2 separate regions of the Sus scrofa genome follow, and region 1 is linked to region 2. Evidence: chromatin contacts called from public Hi-C data. All regions are on one chromosome and are shown on one strand. The core of a region is the stretch at or near the end of the contact, and the rest is flanking DNA. Distances in the headings are between cores, read along the strand shown. Region 1 overlaps SPTBN1 (spectrin beta chain, non-erythrocytic 1). Region 2 overlaps SPTBN1 (spectrin beta chain, non-erythrocytic 1).

Evidence for each region. A called contact is a pair of places that touch in the nucleus more often than the background predicts.
Region 1: a Hi-C map of liver shows a contact between it and region 2, with 3 times the contacts expected there. The contact joins two enhancer-like sites. A contact is called at or near these places in 1 of 5 promoter capture datasets (liver), 12 of 47 Hi-C or Micro-C datasets (blood, embryonic fibroblasts, fetal heart ventricle and 3 more) and 1 of 2 datasets of contacts at active chromatin or transcription factors (skeletal muscle).

Annotation. Positions count from the first base shown.
Region 1 is chr3:86,738,148-86,741,032 of Sscrofa11.1, forward strand. The region is part of intron 1 of SPTBN1 (spectrin beta chain, non-erythrocytic 1); the gene reads right to left. Among named protein-coding and RNA genes, the nearest start is that of SPTBN1, 45 kb to the right of the region's middle. Within about 2 kb of position 1,279, at least 9 of the 83 cell types and tissues checked have an H3K27ac peak or open chromatin away from gene starts, as enhancers often do. A contact at or near this core is called in liver, where this site is marked.
Region 2 is chr3:86,622,751-86,625,537 of Sscrofa11.1, forward strand. SPTBN1 (spectrin beta chain, non-erythrocytic 1) reads right to left here. Exons shown (of 36, transcript XM_021088218.1): 14 at 1,864-2,734; 15 at 1,641-1,778; 16 at 94-850. Among named protein-coding and RNA genes, the nearest start is that of EML6, 87 kb to the left of the region's middle. Within about 2 kb of position 1,276, at least 4 of the 83 cell types and tissues checked have an H3K27ac peak or open chromatin away from gene starts, as enhancers often do. A contact at or near this core is called in liver, where this site is marked.

The DNA of each region.
Region 1 (2,885 bases), core at 29-2,528, 120 kb after region 2:
AGGGTTTCCAAGCCACTATAAATAGCCACTTTGGTCTTACCTTTATTTCCAAATAGTTTTAAATTACATTAGGATGTAGGTCTAAAGGCACCACTGCCTAAATGCCCATCCTAAACTTCAGTGAGTTTGGCATTTCACGCCTTAATTTTTGTGAAACTGCGTAAGGCACGAGTGCCCAAACAACAGAGGAGCAATAACGTGCTATCTGGAAGCTGACTTTTGCTCCTAGAACAGCCCAGTGCCAAAATGCTCTGCAAATCTATCCAGTGAAAATGCATATCTCAATTTCCTGGAATGATCGAATGAAAGAAACATGTAAAACCACAAGGAAAAGCAACGCTACACATGGACAAAGCACACACAGGAAGCTCTGTGAGGGCCAGGGCCCTCTCCGTTCTGCTCATCTTTTATCCTCCAGCACCAGCATGAAAACCACAGCAGAGGCTCAGAAACAATTGGAAAATAAAATGGCAGGCAGCGGGGGCAGTGTCACCCAGAGCATTCTAAAGCTAAAGCACAATGCTTCTTTCTGCCTAAATAATATGCATCCTGGATCAAGATCAACTGTAACTGTTACATAAGGGGCAACAGTTTCCTCACCCAGACTCACTCAGCAAAGGATGAATCTTTATCAGAAATTTATTTTCAACCAATAAACCATGAAAGCTCCTATTTGGATAGGAATGGAATAATCACAAATTTCATAATCTTATTTGGTATAAATAAACACTTATGTTAATACATAATATTTTGAGACTCATTCTCCTTTGCAAAATGACTTAAATCCTAGGCTTGTCTAAAATACTCAAATTTCCAAAGGTTTAAATATTATTAATTAAGTTGTCTCAAAAAGCAGTTCCAACAACGCTGATTGTTTGGATTTACGCTTCAGCAGCAAGCCCTTCCCCACTGCATGGTTGGTAAATGTTTCCCAAACTATTTAGAAATCTGTAACCTTTCAAATAAACAAAGTGAGTGAAGAGTGGCCGATGATACTTGAAAAGGAGAACTGACATAAATCCCCCCCAAAATATTCAAATAATTACCACTTTAATATGACCAAACCTTTATTACTAAAATCTGCTTAAACCTATCAATATGAAAAAAAATTTTTTTTAAAAACAACATTTTTAACAATCAATAGAGACTGGAATCCATCAGAATTCTGCACATTACTGTTTAAAAACTTGATTCCAAAGGTGCACGGTATCAAGCTTGGTGACAAAGGTTAGTGAGAGTGTGGAGATTCGCTCTGGCTTTCCATAATATTTAAACAGTGATAGATAAGAAAAATGAACCACAGTGGTTAAAATGAACCACAGAGGCGCTGACCGGACAGGAGCATGCACACCTAACACAGGGCCAGGCCATAATCCAACCAAGCCAACAGACACACGCTCCAAACTTCACAGAAAGGCCCAGCATCAAGCACAGCCTGTCCAAAGCTACAGGGGCATGGGCCTGCTACTCAGATGTGCTTGGCTCCTACCCTACTGCTCAAAGTACTTCCAAATGAAAAGAAGGTCTTTGCTGGTGAAGTCCTCAAGCAGGTTCAAGAGCAAAGGAGCAACAAGGGTATACTGTACAGCACATGGAATAACAGCCATTATCTTATAATAACCTTCAATGGTGTATAATCTGCAAAAATACTGAATCGCTATGCTATACACCTGAAACTAACAAAATATTGCAAATTAACTATGCTTCAATAAATAATTTTCTGAAATTGGGGAAAAAAAAAAACAGGGAGAGAAAAGGCAAAGGAAACCAGCATCCTTCCTTATCCCAACAGGGGGCTACCGGCTTAAAAGAACATGACCTAGAACATCCAGACCACTCTGAATTTCTTTCTTTAAAAGCTCCCTGGTAATGGGATTTTGGAAACTATTTTTGAACTCCTGGCCTCACCAAAACCAAGCCTGTACTTCCATCTCCTTGAAATACGTTATTAATAAACCCATTTTCTACATCCCAAAATATCTACAACCTAATACGCACTTTGTTTTTCCCCCATATACTTTCAAAGACGTTAGTTGTTTCTTTTGTCAAACTCAGCAAGAAAGTTAAGAATGAATAAGATAGTAGGGCAATTCAGAGAATGGAAGGGAATCAAATTATGTTAGCATTCTATGACCCTGCGCAGAGAGAAAAACAGGGGGCTGGATTTTTAGTGGGGTCTGAGTGAACTCTAAAGCTGTCTTTGGTACTGTTAAATGCTTAATTCCCACCCCCAAAGTATCCAGTGATTAGGAAGGCTTTTGAATCTCATTAGCAATGGAGCTACTCTCTCTCAATAATTTGTGATTTTTAACGATAGGGAAAACACAAACAAGAACCAGGTCAGCCTGAACATGACTTTCTCTAGGAAGGCTCTTCCGAAGCCCCCAGACCCCTGCCTCCTGTTATACATTTGTATGGGAACTGTTTCTGTGCGGTATGTACCAAAAGTGGCTACAGCACCTTATATACCACAATTGCCATGAACTGTTAGGCATTTTTATTCAACGATACATAGGGATCTAGATATAATGCCTAGCACAAAGCAGAGAATAGATAAACATTTAATGAATAAACCTCATACTTAAAAATTTCTAATCTTCCAAAGGTATTATTATAAGCACTATCCCTACCAAAGCAGCTCCATCAAGAAGAAAAAGTTACCAGTTTATTCCATCATAAATTTGTTCAAGTTAAAGCTATAAATTGTAAAAATCAAACAAATGAAACTAAAATAAACCCCTAAATGATTAAGAATTATCTGTAATTTTTTTTTTTACTAAACTGACATAAGAATTTTTAATTTTCCACAATGACCAAAGGAAAAACTTCAAATGTCCATCCAAATTACAGAGGCTAACTTCCCAAGTCAAATCTTCACTGCTGCT
Region 2 (2,787 bases), core at 26-2,525:
ACAGAGGCCAGGTTTAAACCAGCAGCCCAGGTGGGAATGCTTCCAAAGACAGCCGGGGCTATGGGAAGGCAGGTCAGGCAGAGAGGGAGTTACCTGGTTGTTGAGAAAGGCTTCAGCCTGCTTGGTGTCCCGCAGGAACTGCTGGTGGGCGTGGGACTGGGAAAGGAGGTTCTGTCTGTTCTCCCACATCTTGTGGAGCTCATTCCACCCGGTGTCCAGGGCCTGCAGCCGCTGCCGCAGAAACATGTACTGGGCGTCGGTCTGGCCCTGCGTGACCATCTCACCCATGTCCCTCATCTTCTGGTAGTCCTCCTCGTAGTTGTCGATCTCGTTTTTGATGTTCTCATGCTGTGTGAGGAGCTTCTCGGCTTCGGTCAGGGTGTTGGGCATGTCCTCCGAGGCGATGGCCGTCTGGGTCCTGGAGAGCCAGGACTGGAAGTCGTCCAGGTCCCGCAGGAACTGCTGCAGCTTGCTGGCCTCTCCCAGGGAGGCCTCGCGGTTCCTCAGCGTGGTTTTCATCTCCTCCCACACGTCGCTGATCTCGGCCAGCCGAGACAGGATGGCCTGGGCCTGGTCGGGGTGCTCGGACTCCAGCTTCTCAGCCTCCTTCTGCAGGTCGCTCAGCTTCGCCTCGATGGCCACCAGGTCCCGCTCCATGCCGGTCAGCTTGCGCTGCAAGGCCATGACGCCAGCCAGGTCATTGCCCAGGTCCTGGGTGGATTCGATGACCTTGGTCTTTTCCCGGATCCAGGACTTGGTTTCATTGCACTCGAGGTGGTAGTTCTGGATGCTCAGGGCGGAGAGGAGTGCATCCTTCTTCCGGTCCACCAGCTCCCTGAACTGACTCCACCTGTGGGTGCAGGGGTGGTGGAAAAAGCAGCGTGAGAGAGGCCAGAAGCTCACGGCTGGACAATGAAATTGACAGTGACAGTCAAAGCTGGGATTTCCCCTCTCCACCTCTGCTTTGACTACATCCTTTGGGAAAATCACCTCTCTCAGTATATGGACACCAAGTATCAACAAAACAGCTCAGGGGACACCATATGGTCTGGAAAAATAAAACCCTGACAAGAAAAGAGGCTTGTCAAAAAGCTGCAAAGTGGGCAGTGGAAACACACATGTCCCACAAAGAGCCATTTAATTCAAGACTGTGTGCATGTTTTACTGGTCTCTGAGCTGCACCTAATGAATGTTCCCATTCGCCACACCCAAAGGCTGTTAGTCACCTTCCGAACTGAGGCCAGCATGCCACCAAGACCTATTGCAATGTGTTTATTCGACAGAAAGATAAGACTGGGACAAAGGTCCACCTTGATAATCAGGATTCATTGGCCAATTATGTCTCAAACATGCTAAAATGCTGTTCCAGAAATCTTTTTAAGACGAACAACACAGATGTCACCCTGACGCCATGGATCTACCACGCTGGGCAGAGGTCTCACCCAAGCCCTCGCTTCCCACGTGGGGAGGGACTGCCAGAACTATGTTGCCTCCAGAGACACTTCTTGTAAAACCAGGGGATATAGAAAAGCAGATGCCAACGCCATGACATCAGTGCCACGATGCCAGTGACCCCGTACAGGAAATCCCCTGACCTCGAGGCTCAGCAGGTGACCTGGCACACAGGGCTCCGGCCTCACCTCGTGTTGAGCTTGTCCTGCTGGGCCTTGATCTCCTTCTCGCTTGGGTGGCCGCTGTGCATCAGCTGCCGTGCAATCTGATTCACCACCGCCACTCGGGAAGCTTGGTTGTTCATCTCTGGTTCTAAGCTCTCGAATCTGAAAAGGCAGTTCAACAAGGGTGGTCACCTCCTGGCTTGCTGGTAGCCTCAACAGGCAGGCGTCCCCGGAGTGCCCCACTCACCTGTGCTGGATGACCTCCAGGTCCTCCAGCTTCTCTGGGATCTGCATGTTGTTGAGCCACTGCTCCTTCTCATCGATCCAGAGCTCGCAGGCATCAGCCTCGCTGAACATCTTGTACAGGGCCAGGGTGTCCTGCAGCGCCTGCTTCCGCAGCCGCGTCAGTTCAGCCACCTCCTTGTAGCGCTCCTCGATGCCCGCGAGCCGGCCCCGTACATCGGGGGACTCGGCGTGCTCCTGGGGGAGGGCACCGGCCTGCTCGTGCAGCGAGTCGATGGTGGGCCGGTAGTTGGCGATCTCCTCGGCCACATCCTTGTGCTTCTTGACCAGAGACTGGGTGGAGTACTCATCGTGGCCCACGTCGTTGCTGGAGACGATCTTGAGGATGTCCAGCATCCAGGCGTCGATGTCGTCGGCATCCGCCTGGAACTGGTGCAGCAGTGAGGCCTCCTCCAGGCGCTTCTTGCGGATGGCCGAGAGCTGCTCCAGGTGGGCCCACTGCTCGCGGATGTAGGCGATCCGCTCCCGGATCTTCTCCGACCCAAAGTGCTCCTCAGCGATCATGTCCTCGCCCTCTTTGATGGCCTGCTCGAAGTGACCGCTGCGGCCGCTCATCTCGTCCTCGAATGCCCGGTGCTTGCTGAGCAGGCGCATGACACTGGTGAGGTCCTTGCCGTAGTCGTCAGAGGACAGGATCTTCTCCTTCTCCCGGATCCAGCCTTCCTCCTCCGCCATCTCCCAGAAGAACTTCCAGAGGCGCCGGGACTCTTCCAGGCGGGCCCGGCGCTCTGCTGCCAACTGGCAAAGCTCTTGATAACAGAACTCCATGTGGGCCACGCGGTCTCGGATCACCTGGGGGTCGCAGGGCTTGTAACCTGTTTAACGTCAAGGTGGGAGTATGGTTGTGACAGTGTTCAGCACAGGCTCC